Regions from separate parts of the Mus musculus genome. Here all the other regions are linked to region 2. Evidence: chromatin contacts called from public HiChIP or PLAC-seq and promoter capture Hi-C data. All regions are on one chromosome and are shown on one strand. Each heading gives the region's core, a stretch centred on a gene start, on an enhancer-like site or on the middle of the called end of the contact. The rest is flanking DNA. Distances are from core to core; before and after follow the strand shown. Region 1 has its middle 22 kb from the start of Gm32908. Region 2 holds the start of Meaf6 (MYST/Esa1-associated factor 6). Region 3 holds the start of Csf3r (colony stimulating factor 3 receptor (granulocyte)).

Region 1 (4,416 bases), core at 680-3,179, 920 kb after region 2:
GGAATGCCAGGCTGAAATAAACCCTTCCTCCCAGAAGTTGCTTTTTGTTAAGTCGTTTAATCACAGCGACAGAAATGAAAATGAAACAACCCAGCTGCTGTTCCTCCCTGCTGGTCGGTAAGGACCAGGTAACCCACCTCCACCCCACAAATACCCTCCCACTAAAGAGGCCCATTCACCCTGGGGGCCATTGCAGAGGCCCTGAGACAAGCCCAGCAGATCAGTGGCCACGGCCTCATTCCTGAACCACTGCTTTTTTTTTTTTAGTTTTTTTTTTTCTTCAGTTTCCTGTGGCCCATGCTGACCTCCAATTTACTCACTGCGTAGCTGCGGACAGCCTTAAACTTCTGAGCTCGCTGCCTCTCGTCCTGGGAGCTGGGACTACAAGCTTCCAGCACCACACCCAGCATTCCGGGCTTCTTTTGACAAATAGGAATGCCCCAAAATAACAGCATATAAGTCTAAAACAGCGGTTCTCAACCTGTGGGTCTCTACCCGCACAGGGGTCACATATCAGATATCCTGACCACCAGATATTTACATTGTGATTCAGAACAGTAGAAAATGTACAGTTATGAAGTAGCAACAAAATAATTTTATGGTGGGGAGGTCACCCCAACCATGAGGAGCTTAATTAAAGAGTGAGTAATAACATTAGGAAGGTTGAGACCCACTGGTCTAAACTAACTATACCCCCAGGCTGCCTTCTGTAAATGAAACCACTGAGACTCTAACCACTGCGGTTCTGGTCCTATCTGAGTGGAACCCATATGTAAAGGTCCCGTTTCTTTAGTAATCAGCCTCCCCAGGGGACCCTCCCTCCAGCTGTTCTCTTCCACCTTATACTCATGACTCAGCCATTGGCAGGGTGGCTGTGTGTGGAGATTCAGAGGCCATCTTCTGGTGCCATCTGTGCACTGTCACCACACAGCCAGTCCAGTGTGTATGTGTGTGGCGGGGGGGGGGGGTGTTAAACACCAGCCTGCCCCTATTTAAGCCAAATCCTGTAGCCTGAAGGGCTCGGGCACACACCCTGCAACCTCTGGAGCATAGTTAAGAAGAAACCATGCTGTAGCTAGCTAGCTCTTCCACGATCTTTGTTCTGTCCTTGGCTATGTTGACTAAATAACAGGTTCCCAGCAATTGGGAGGCAGAGGCCGGGGATTTCTGAGGTTGAGGCCAGCCTGGTCTACAGAGCTAGTTCCAGGACTGCCCAGGTTACACAAAGAAACCCCCTGTCTTGAGTGGGGGGGGGGGAGCAAACAAAAAAAACTTGATGTGAAATTTTATGCGAGCCCTAAGAACTCACGAAAGTCCCACACTTTGTCCCGAGAGGCGTCTCAGGTTCCCCCCACCCCCCATCATCCATCTCACAGGGGGGGGTCTCTTCCCCTCGCCCTCTCTTTCTCACTTCTTTTTTAGATGTATTCGTACTCTTTTTACTTATATGTATGTGTCTGCCCGTGTGAATGCCACATGTGTGCAGGGCCCACAGAGGCCAGAAGAGGGCACTGGGTCCAATCTATTTACAGACAGTTGCAGAGCTTTTCTCCACGTTACAATGGAAAGCCTCTCCTTCCCTTTGAGACCCCAGTGTGTTTGCACCTCACACACTGCACCACTTTCTGTCTGATGCTCTTCCTCCGTGGAGAGGGTCGATCAAGGCCTCGAGGCCCATTCTACAATAAGCCTTTCCCGAGAGGGGATTGTGTGGCAGCCTCCTTCTCCCTGCCTGGTCACTACTTTTTTATCATCCTTTCTGTTATGGTATTTGACAGGGAGGGGCTAGATGCCTGTTAGCCTGGCCCTACCCAGGAGCTTGTAGACCTTGCCACACCTCACCTCAGCATCCCTGCCCCCACACCCACTGCCACCCCACCCCCACCCTCCAGGCAGAACCAACCCCACCCACAGCTATCCCATCTGTTTTTGCCTCCATCAGGTTCCCCTCTGGGCACAGAAGCCTGGAAGCACCACCAATGGCTTGGGCTAGGAGAGGGTGGGGACAGTTCCCCTGTCTCTCACTAGCACAGCTGGTGGCTGGCAGGGCAGTACCCAAGTGACTCATGTGACTTTATGAGAAGTGCATTGGGCTGTTGGCTTCATAAACCAGCCCAGGACTCTGTCTCATGGCATGCCAGGAAAAACAAACAACAAACCGCCCGCAACGATGACACCCCTATAAAATGTCACTCATAAAGTTGCACCGTTCTTTCAGAGGGGCTGGTGAAGACACACATCAGAGACATCACTCCTCCAACTTTCTGCCATCCAGACCAGACAAGATCATTAAAGGTGGACTGATACAGATCCTCCCTTATCCCCCCCAACTGAGGCCCAGAACCCCTGAGCGGGGACCAGGCGCTCTTGTCTACCTGTCCCTTCCAATGCTTGTCCCTTGACTCCCTCAGTGGTGCCTTTCATCATGAAGGAGATTTTTAGTTCGGAGATCCAACCTAACTGATTTCCTTGACGGTCCTTGAGTTCTCAACCTTGTTCAGAAAGGATGTCCCTGTTCCTAAGGACATCTTCCTTTTGGGAAGTGTCACTTGGAGTGCAGAGAAGGGGCTGGAACTCTGCCTGGAGTGTGGAGGCCACCAAGGCATGGGTCTGGCAGCCGCTCTCCCAGGATTTTCTGGAGGCTGCCGGAACCTCTCAGGGACTAGAGATGATGTTTTCTTTCTTCTTTTAGAGATGAAGTCTTACTCCTTAGCCCTGCCTGGCCTGGAACTCACTATGTAGATCAGGCTGGCCTTGAATTCATACAGAACAGCCTGCCTCTGCCTCCCAAATGCTGGGATTAATGACAAGTGACAATTGTTGTTTTTTTTCTGCAGCAAAATGGCTGGGTGCTTTTCTTTTCTGGACCTACAGTTTCCTCAGTAAGCTTAGGGTCTCTAATTCTCCTGTGTTACATGCCCAGCTCACACACCCCACCCCACCCCACATCACAAGACCCTCTTCACTCAGGTCCACTCTTACACATAACTCTTTTTTTCATCTGTCCATGTCCCTTCTGGGAACACACAGCCTCACCCAGTGCCCAGTGAGGACTCCTATTATTTTGTTCCCCACATGTCACCTGTTGAAATTGTCTGCTTCCTCAGTACCTGGGCCCCATCCACAGGGACACCCAGTGGCCTGCTTCACTTCTCCAAGCAAGCCTTGCATGGGCCCACTAGCCTGAGCAGCAGTCAGCTGGTCTCCTGGACCCTCATCTGTCCTTACTTAGGCTCTTTTTTTTTTAATTGGGTATTTATTTCATTTACATTTCCAAGGCTATCCCAAAAGTCCCCCACACGCTCCCCCACCCACTCCCCTACCCACACACTCCCACTTCTTGGCCCTGGCATTTCCCTGTACTGAGGCATATAAAGTTTGCACGACCAATGGGCCTCTCTTTCCACTGATGGCTGACTAGGCCATCTTCTAATATATATGCAGCTAGAGACACGAGCTCCGGGGAGTACTGGTTAGTTAATATTGTTGTTCCACCTATAGGGTTGCAGATCCCTTCACCTCCTTGGGTGCTTTCTCTAGCTCCTCCATTGGGGGCCCTGTGATCCATCCAATAGCTGACTGTGAGCATCCACTTCTGTACTTAGGCTCTTGAGAACTGGCAACAGTACAGAGCCATTACAAAGCACTGGGAACGGCCAGCACTCAAATCTCTGCTCATTCCAACTGCCATCCCGTGAGCCCCAGCCAGGAGCCCCAGTGAGGGCATCTCCTTCAGAGTTCCAGCTCTCCCTCCCCTCTGTATGCCCCGTGCCAAGAGCTATGGACTCCTTTCTCCTTCCTGTAACACATTTCTGATTGACTCCCTGCCTCCCTGTCCCCAAAGCGGTGCTTTTAGGTCACTCCGCACAGAAGCCTTCTCCATCTCTGCCCTCCTTCAAGTTCCTGTGAACTTAATTTACATATGTACTAAGGGGGGCCCACAGCTGGGACCAGGGTCTTAACCCGTCAGCTCCCCAGTAGGGACATCACTATACCCTTGCTCAGGAGCCCTGAGGCAGTGACAGCAAAGCTGGGTTTGGGCTGAGGATGCTCGCCGCAGCACCCCTTGTGGCTTCCATGGACCACAAAGTTGTTACAGATTTAGAACTTGCAATCATTTAACTCCCGCCCTCCCCCCAACCCCCACAAAGGCCATGAGATGGCTTGACCACAAGACAGATTAATTCTGTCAGCAGATTCATGATACTGAAGAGAAAAAATGACACTCCTAAGTGTTCCCTGTAGATACTGTAGGGTTGGACATTCGGCTTTGAGCTTGCTGGAAGGCAGGATGAAAAGGAAAACAGTGAATTTCCCAGATTTCTTACTACCAGAAAGGGGAAGCTAATTAGTTCCTCCGAAGTGACAGATACTTCCAGGAACTTATTTGCATGGGTGACTTAATAAAGTCTTCTA
Region 2 (4,309 bases), core at 1,515-4,014:
CATACATACATAAAATCAACAAATCTTAAAAAAAAAAAAAAAAATTCAAAACCTCTAACTTAGTTCCAGAGGATCCAACACCCTCTCTTGACCTCTAGCGGCACTGCAAGCATGTGCAGAGACATGTATGTAGGCAAAACACCCATACACATGAAAATTAATCAATATTTAAAATAAGGAAAACTGCCAAGGAGGTCAGGTGCGATGGATTAGCAGGTAAAGCACTCACTGTGAATGAAGCCGGAGGAGTGTAATCGACAGAACCCAGCTGGTAGAAGGAACCAACTGACCCCTGCAAATCGGCCTGTCTTTCACACCTGTGCCCGGGCGTGCTAAGCACTGAACACAAGTAAGTGTTAGAAAGTACATTTAGAATTGGCAAATTAAAACCCAGTAAAATAAGGAAGAGAAGCACGTATAGAGAGGTGTCCACTGAATTCAGCAATGCACAAAAAGAAACAAGATGGCCAAGAAATTTATTCCTGACATTCAAAGCCGCTACATCTGAAAGTCCATCCACGTTCTCCACCATGTTATGTTTAAAGAGGGGCTGGAGCAATGGCTACGCTGGCAGGAGACACAGGTTGCATTCCTAGCCCCGACATGCTGGCTGACAACTGTGACTCCAGCTCTCTCTCTGGCTTCCACTGGTACCATGGTACAGACACTTGCAGACAAAACAGAAAAGAAAAAGTCTGAAAAAATATATATATATATTTAAAAAGCTAAGGATGGCTGGGCATGGTGGTGCACGCCTTTAATCCCAGCACTTGGGAGGCAGAGGCAGGTGGATTTCTGAGTTCGAGGCCAGCCTGGTCTACAGAGTGAGTTCCAGGACAGCCAGGGCTACACAGAGAAACCCTGTCTAAAAAAAAAAAAAAAAAAAAAAAAAAAAAAAAAAAAAAAAAAGCTAAGGATGCTGAGCCACAAAGGCGACATGTTTACCATGACCACCACCCTAAGGCTTAGGGGCCATTTCAGACGGCCAGAGCCAGAGGTCGGGGAGGAATGAGGTGAGCAGTGCCTTCTCCACATGGACAGGTCAGGGCTGCTGTATTCAGGAGCCCAGCAGCTGTAGCTGCTTACAAAAGACTGGCCTAAGATCAAGCCAGTCATCTTGGCAGCATGTAGGAGAGAGAGGTGCCCAAGCCTCCATCCCTAGCTAAGAAGCTATCAACAGTGGGTGACTCCTGTGGGGGAAGAGTCAGCTTTAAGGTGTGGGCCCTGGTAGGTTGATCACTTTCCATTGGATGATCTCACACCTATAAATATATGGGCATCTCAAATTGGGACTCAGTCATTAAAACGGGGCAGGGGGAAAAGCTGGAGAGAGGATGGATCAGAGCTCTCCCCCAGGACCCTGGTTCAATCTCCAGCACCCACATGGCAGCTTACAACTATTCCTCCAGTCCCAGGAGGATCTGATGTCTTCTGGTCTTCTTGGGAATTGCATGCATATGGTACAGAGACATACATGCAGGCAAAACACTCATAGACATAAAAAGAAAATTTCCAAGGTCTGATTGTTATTTTTTTGAGCCTAGGCTAGCCTCAAATTCTCTGTGTAGTTGAGGCTCATCTTGATTTTTTCCCCCTCAAAACAGCTGTCCTGTCTGTCTTCGAGTCCCCTGAGTGCTGGGAATAAAGACATGTGCCACCATGCCTGGCCCTGGGAGGTTCTTCTGTGGGCCAGGCTGGCAGGAAAGGAAGAGATGCTAGACTCAAATTCAGGGATTTGTGCAAGCTTGGGCTTAGGCAGATATTTTACCAACTGAGTTTCATCTACAGCCTTGACTTTCTTTTTTGGGGGGTGGTGGTGAAACTGTCTTATATAGTCTTACTGGCCCAAATACTATGTAGTACCTTGACCTTCCTGCTTCTTTTACCGCGGCCTCTTGGGTGCTAGAATTATAGGCATGTACTACTGGAGAGGAACAAGAGATTAGTGAAGAGGTTTGTGAGAGAGAAAATTAGGCAAGAGGAGTTTTAGAAAATTGAGAATTTCTCATACCTGTTGAACAATATACATCTAGGGCATAGAAACCCAAGGACATCCACCCATGGGGGCAAAGAACGCCACCTAAACTACGAGTGACGTTGCTGAGCACTGAGAATGCAGAGGTGGGCTCAGGGTGTACCTGTAGAGTGCTTGCTTCGTCTGTCCTGAGATCCATCCCCAGCACCTATTAACAGCGGGCATGCTCAACACATGGAATCCCAGCAGTGGGAAGGCAGAGGCAGGACGATAAACTCACGGTCTGTTTCTGTTCAATACCAGCCTGGATACAGTTCTGGATCTGAAGATAGAAGCTAATTCTTTCATAATCCTTCCCCTCCGGCAAACCACGTACAACAGGAGATCTGCTTGCCTGTGCTAAACCCAGCAAGATGTTGGTTTGGGGATCTTCTCTGCAACCCGGTTGGTGGGCGGAACCTTGCTCAGGTTTTCCACCTGCAGTTGGGTGGTGTTGCAAGGACCTCGTCTGCCGGGAGACATATGGAATACTCAACAGGCCTATGCTGCAGCTGGGTTCTCGATGTAGTGAATGTCTGTGGGTGTCTGTTAAGCTCAGAGGCCCACAGTGGAGCAGCAAGGAAGGTCCCACACGTACAAGCGCCTCTCCGCGCCGGCTTTCGCGCGCTGAGCCGGCCAGCTTCCCCGGAAGCCGCGCGCGCAGGCGCGGTGTGGGGGGTCGCGCCCCCTGGCGGCCAGCGGCGACAGTGCGCAGGGTCCGCCTACTGGTCGCGCGCCGCCGCCTCCGCCGCCGCTTGAGCCCAACATGGCGATGCACAACAAGACGGCGCCGCCGCAGATCCCAGACACCCGGCGGGAGCTGGCCGAGCTGGTTAAGCGGAAGCAGGAGCTGGCGGTGAGTGGCCGAGGCCTGGACGCCGTCCCCACTTGGCCTCGCAGGCAGCTCCGGAGGCGAGGACGGCGGGCAGCCAGGGTCTGGGCGCTCTGGGCGGCCGGGCGCGGCGCGGTTCCCTGCGGCGGCGCGGTTCCCGGCCTGCGCTCAGTGGGGCGGGGCGGGGCGGTGAGGGCGCGGGAAGGGCGAGAGGCAGGAGGCGGGGACGACGCTCAGGTCGGGTTAGCGGTTGGAAAGGAGGCGGCTAGACCCCGGCCTGGAGAAGATGCACGATGGATTCCATGGGCGGCGCGTTTCAATGGCCGGGGAATGTGGTGTATTTGAGGATGCCAAGGAACGGGGCTGGCGGGAGACCCAAGACGCAGCCTAGGGAATTTGGATTGGTGACGCGCACCAGGAGCCGCCGGCACCCTGCTGACTGCCCTGTAGGCTCCCGCCTTTTACGGCGAGCATCCGGGAGGCAAAGCTCACCTGAAGCTGCCCTTCCAGGTTTCCATAGCAACCGGCATCCACTGCGGGCGGCCCTTCCAGAGCTAGCAGGGAGGAAGCAGTTGATGTAGAAGAGATGCTTTTGAAAAGCTGTTCACCCTTCTCGCTGCTGGTAGCAACACATTTAGTGAGTGAGAATGGAGACAGCTCACGGTCTGTCTCATCCCTGCTCGTGACAGCTAGGTTTTGCCTCTGAAGTAGATGCAAAATCTTGCATGTGTGTGCATTTTCTGAGGATAGACTATACATTTCATTCTATTTATAAAGGGGTCCATCACCCCTACACTTCCACAGAAATGGTTCATTGTGGGTAAGCTTGACTTTACAAGTCTGTGACGGAATTTCAGTTTGCTTAATGCTTGTTTTTCCCTGTCCCTGTTTTCATCACCTAGGAAACACTTGCAAACTTGGAGAGACAGATATATGCTTTTGAAGGAAGCTACCTGGAAGACACTCAGATGTATGGCAATATTATCCGTGGCTGGGATCGGTATTTGACCAATCAAAAGTGAGTGTCAAAATCTAGTAGTATTAGCTGAGCACTGGTGGTGCACGCCTTTAATCCCAGCACTTGGGAAGCAGAGGCAGGTAGATTTCTGAGTTCGAGGCCAGCCTGGTCAACAGAGTAAGTTCCAGGACAGCCAGGGCTATACAGAGAAACCCTGTCTGGAAGAAAAAAAAATCTAATAGTATCTCTCCATTTTATCCTCTACTAATATTTGGCTGCAGGATTTTTGTTTTGATTTAAAACATGGTCTTACTATGTAGCCCTGGTTAGCCTGGAACTCACTAAGTAAAGCAGGCTGGCCTCGGATTCACAGATCACATAGCTCTTTCTCCCTCTGACTTCTGACTGATAGATTTAAAGGTATGGACTGTCATGTCCAGCTTGGGACATTTGCTTTTGGCATTTACTCTGCAAGGAGATGGTAGAGCCGTAGTGTGGAATGGGG
Region 3 (4,734 bases), core at 122-2,621, 940 kb after region 2:
TGCTTGATTTTAAATGTCAACTTGCCACGATTTAGAATCGCCCAAGCAGCAATTCTCAGTTGAGGAATTATCTTGACTCCCTTAATGGATGTGGGAAGACCCACCCCAGAGATGGGCGGCGCCTTCTGGTGGCAGCCCAGATCAAAAGCAGGACATGGAAGAAGGAAGCCTTTTTCCCTGACCTTCCCCTCTGCTGCTAGTAGTCTACCCTGCTGCTGCCACCCCACTTGATTCCTTTGCTCAAGTCAAAATCAGCTTTCGACATGGACTGAGGACCAGATACCCTCCAGGTCTTCAGTACCACCTTGGGAGTGCCAAGGCACCAAAGGATTTCCCAGGTGGGTTCTCAGTGCTCCTACTTCCTCTGTATTGCATAAGCTAATTTGATAAATTCATGTGTGTGCGTATATGTGTTCGTATATATGTGTGTGTGTGCGCGCGCGCGCGCACGCGCGTGCGTGTGCACGCGTATACACTCATTAAGTGGACTCTGTTCCTCTAGAGCAGAGGTTCTCAACAGGGGTCACCTAAGATCATTAGAAAACACAGATATATATTATGATTCATACCAGGAAAAAATTACAGTTATGAATTAGCAAGGAAAATAATTTTACAGTTGGGGGGTCACCACAACATGAGGAATTGCATTACAGGGTCATAGCACTAGGAAGGTTGAGAACCGCTGCTCTAGAGAACCCTGACTAATATACCAATATATACTATTTTGATGATTTTCAAACTTAGAACAATTTTTCCCCTCTCTTTTGTGATAGATGAACTTACAGGGTGGGCCTTTTGAAAGGGGTTACAACCTGAGAAGATAAAACCAGGAACCCCTAGGATTGTACAAAGCGGTGAGGGCAGGGACCATGGACTAGGGAGGCCAGGGGTGGGAGGGTCTATTGAGAGTCCTGGAAAATGGCAGGTTTTCAGCTAACAAGGGAAGAAAACCTGAAGTAAACGTTACCTGTCCTGGAATCTTGATTCTTCCCGGGCAGAGGCTTCAGCCAGACTCAGTGAGAAGAGAGTCTCCTCCACCCCAGCCCTCATTAATTTTCCACGCTATTTTGTCCTGCTTCGTTTTGAAATAAACACTTGAAGACCCCAGCCCTCCCTTGGCCCTGTCTTGTCTCGGGTGCTCTGCTGAGCCTCAAAGCGAGGAGCTCAGGAAATCCGGAGAGAAGGGAGGGTGGCCACGGGCCAGGTTGCTACAATGCCCAGCCCTCTAAGACCCCTGAGGCAGGAAGGTCCCTAGCTCACCAGTTTCCCTCAACCTCCTTCCTGAGAGGAAGGGGCTGTCTATGTCCCCCACCCCAAGGGTGAAGGCTCAGCCAAACGCAGCAGGGAAGCCAGGAAGGTGTCGCAATTCTGGGTCCCCCCCACCCCCCGCCTGTCATTAACGACGGGGCTAGAAAGAGAAGTTTCGGGAACTTGCCCCAAGAGGAGAGGAGACGAGAGAGAAGAGAGAGCACAAGCGTGGGGGCTGGGCACAGCGCCCTAGCCCCAGTGTAAGTAGGGGGAGGGCGGGGAGCCCTGGAGACCTCAGACCATTCCCCAACCCTGCTAGGGCCACATCAGGGGGCCCAAGACAGGATCCTTGGGGAAATGGGAGTCTCTCTGTGTGTATAGCATCAGGGAGGTCAGACAGCTGGATCTCTGGGAACAGGAGCTGAGCTCAGGTATGAAGAATCCCACCCAGAGTCCCTATCCTTCAGACAGGCTTACTCCCTGCTTTCAGCCATTTGGCCTGCTTCTTCTCAGCAAGAACAGCTGTCTCAGAGTCTCTGGGCCTCTGTTTCCTCTCCCGGTTCCCTTAGCCTCTTAACTTTAAACAGTTGATGCAAGACTTGCCTGAGATAGCTTTCTCTGTCGGCCTCTCCACTTCTCTCTGCATCGCTCCAGCCTGCTCATCGTTGTTGTTGATGATGATGTTGTATGCAGCTCTCATGCAGACAAGGTTTATCATCTTGTCGGCAGATAAGAACCTTGAACTTCTTCTGATCCTCCTGTATCACAAATGCTGGTCTGTAGGCCTCCACCACCATGCCTGATACTTAATGTGGTACTGGGGATCAAGCCTTGGTCTTTGTGCCTGCTAGACAAGTGTTCAACCAACTAAGCTCTATCCCCAGCCCTGGTTGCTTTATATTTTTGAGATAGGTTTCGCTAAGTTGCCAAAATGAGATTTGAATGTCTTCTATAGCACAGGCTGGCCTTGATCTTGTAACACACTTGCCCCCACTTCCAGAATAACTGGTCTCAACCCCCTGCCACTGGGCTAGGCTCTACCTCTGTCTATTCTCTATGTATCTCTTTTCCCCAGCTTGTCTATTCACCCATCTATGATGCATTGATCCTTTATCTCTGCCACACCTGGGGATCTCGCTCCCATAGTTTATTCTCAACATCCTCTTCGTCCCCGTCTTCCCACAGACAGAATTTCAAAAGAATAGGACAGGAGAAGGGAGCCCAGAGGGAAGGTTGGCAACAATGAGCAAAAGGAAAAGGTAGAGAGGATGCTGTAGCAGCCTGACTTACGGCATCAGCTGTGTCCGTGGGCACAGTGGACACAGCGAGCAGCTGCAGAGCCCAGCACATGGCCAGAGTGGTGGGAAGAGCCTGAGAGGCTTGGAGCTAGAAGTAGACCTGGTGGCTATGCCAGGAGGCTATTGGTTCCTTTGGCTGATTTCCTGCTTTTAGGGCTCATACAGATAGCCCACTGCTTCTGAGAGCTTGTTCCTTGGGCACTGTGCCAAGAGCTTTCATCTTAACTGTCTCGCTTCATCGTTATAGCATTGCTGAGACATGAGTGGTATTGTTAAGCCCCTTTTTCCTAAATGGAGAAACTGAGACTCAGAATGGTGAAGTAACTCATCCAAGTTCACCAGGCAGGTGAGTGTTGGAACCAGAGTCAGAACTGGGCTCCCAGCCTCTTTGTACACTTCTTCCCTAGACAATGAGACATAGGCTCCAGCAGGCCCAAGCTCCTACTCAACTGGGGCCACCCTCAAGGCTTCCATAGGAAACTGTTCTGATGTTAAACATGCCAGCCCCATGCAATCTAGAGAGGAGGCCTGGTCTCCTCTGTTCTGTTTTCTGCTCTTGACATAAGCCTGTGGGAAGGATACAGTGGTACCAGGTATGAACTAGGCCTACTACAACCACAAATGAGTGGAGAACCAGCATCCTGAGCCCTGGGGGCTAAGTCTTTCCCACTCAGTGTGTACATATGTACATGTGTGTGTGCATGTGGATGCAGGAGATGATCAAACTGGTATGTTGATGTGAGGTTATTGTCTGAGGTTTCCATTGCTAGGATAGAACACCCTAGCCAAAAGCAACTTGGAAAAAGGGTTATTTCACCATACACTTCCAGGCAACAGTCCATCACTGAAGAAAGTCAGGGCAGGAATTTGAGACAGAAACTAATGCAGATGCCATTGAAGAGTGCTGCTACTGGCTTGGTCCCCATGGTTTGCTTAGCCTAACTTCTTGTAGCACTGGGACCACCCGTCCAGGGATGACACTACCCACAATGATCTGGCCCCTCCCACATCCAGCATTCATCAGGAAAATGTACCTACCACAGGCTTGCCCACAAGCAAATCTGGTAGAGGTATTTTCTCAACTGAAGTTTCCTCTTCCCAAATGATGCTAGCTTGTATTACGTTGACACACAACTAGCCAGCACAGTTACAAAACAAAGATTGGTAAACAGAGATATGGGGGGGGGGCGCAAGAGGGAAGAAAAGCTTGCGCCCCCTCCTAGCTCCATCCTATCCCTGCTCTTTCTAGGAGACAGATTTGACCTTGGCAGTGTGTTGCACACATGGACATTTCCTTGATACCCTGGTGAGGGGAAAGCCATTGATTTGAACCATTTCATGTCTTTCTCTTAAAGGCAGTACAGGCCAGTGTCACCCCATGTTGCAAGCACTGAGACTCAGGGGTCAGGTATCCTGCCCAGATACTGGCAGAGCAAGGCTCTGGCTGCAAATCCTGTTCTTAACCATCTCTCACTGCCTCCAGGTAAGCTTCAAGCTGGCAAAATGGTAGGGCTGGGAGCCTGCACCCTGACTGGAGTTACCCTGATCTTCTTGCTACTCCCCAGAAGTAAGTCAGGGGCCGGGGAGGACAATTATAAGGGAGGCATCGGTCCCCCCAAGCTGCTGTGTGCCAGACCCTGGGAGTGTGGCAGTGAACACAGCAGCCAAAGCCTCTCCATCACAGAGCTTCGAGGTAGCAGAGCAGTTATGACTCTCATTACAAAGGGATGTCAGAAATCCAGGAAACAGTCTGGTTCACTGGGATGCCCATATGCTAAGCTGGTGAGAGAGGGCCTAAAGGGCACCATGAAGAGGAGGCAGCAGGGCGAAGAGCCACAGATGGGAGAGAAGCATATTGTTTCTCCAGGAATAGACTAGGTGTCTGCAAGCAGAAACCATGGTCAGAGCTGAAACAGTGAGTGAGGCCAGGAGCTACACGAGGGGTCTGGAACTCTATCCTAACCTTGGCTGCCTGTACTGACCCGACAGCTACTGTTCTTCACAATTGTGTTAGAATGTCTGATTCTTTTAGCCAGGTGGAGGTGGGGCAAGCCTTTAGTCCCAACATTTGGGAAGCAAAGGCAGACGGATCTCTATGAGTTCTAGGCTAGCCTGACCTACAAAGTGTGTTCTAGGACAGCCAAAGAGTCAAAGAGAAAACCTGTCTTAAATAAATGAAACAAAATAA

The links. Promoter capture Hi-C pulls out the DNA fragments that hold promoters and counts their contacts. HiChIP or PLAC-seq counts read pairs in DNA pulled down with a chosen protein or histone mark.
Region 1: a contact with region 2 is called in a promoter capture Hi-C map of embryonic stem cells, with 6 times the contacts expected there. The contact joins the enhancer-like site here to the promoter of Meaf6 in region 2. A contact is called at or near these places in 7 of 39 promoter capture datasets (the SN4741 cell line, cranial neural crest, embryonic stem cells and 3 more), 2 of 15 datasets of contacts at CTCF or cohesin (the NIH/3T3 cell line and large pre-B cells), 6 of 115 datasets of contacts at active chromatin or transcription factors (bone marrow-derived macrophages, embryonic basal ganglia, embryonic stem cells and 3 more) and 1 of 9 other capture datasets (embryonic stem cells).
Region 3: an H3K4me3 HiChIP or PLAC-seq map of bone marrow-derived macrophages shows a contact between it and region 2, with 7 times the contacts expected there. The contact joins the promoter of Csf3r here to the promoter of Meaf6 in region 2. A contact is called at or near these places in 6 of 39 promoter capture datasets (the HPC-7 cell line, cranial neural crest, liver and 2 more), 1 of 15 datasets of contacts at CTCF or cohesin (large pre-B cells), 7 of 115 datasets of contacts at active chromatin or transcription factors (bone marrow-derived macrophages, embryonic basal ganglia, embryonic hindbrain and 4 more) and 1 of 9 other capture datasets (adipose tissue).

The regions. Positions count from the first base shown.
Region 1 is chr4:125,999,967-126,004,382 of GRCm38.p6, forward strand. No RefSeq gene overlaps it. Among named protein-coding and RNA genes, the nearest start is that of Gm32908, 22 kb to the right of the region's middle. Within about 2 kb of position 1,930, at least 13 of the 459 cell types and tissues checked have an H3K27ac peak or open chromatin away from gene starts, as enhancers often do. A contact at or near this core is called in embryonic stem cells, where this site is marked.
Region 2 is chr4:125,082,397-125,086,705 of GRCm38.p6, forward strand. It overlaps Meaf6 (MYST/Esa1-associated factor 6), which reads left to right and starts at 2,765. Exons shown (of 8, transcript NM_001374123.1): 1 at 2,765-2,870; 2 at 3,749-3,864. The coding sequence starts at 2,781.
Region 3 is chr4:126,023,288-126,028,021 of GRCm38.p6, forward strand. Csf3r (colony stimulating factor 3 receptor (granulocyte)) reads left to right here and starts at 1,372. Exons shown (of 17, transcript NM_007782.3): 1 at 1,372-1,508; 2 at 2,794-2,892; 3 at 4,030-4,113. The coding sequence starts at 4,050. Gm32908 (a long non-coding RNA gene) reads right to left here and starts at 1,367. Exons shown (of 4, transcript XR_003955278.1): 1 at 968-1,367.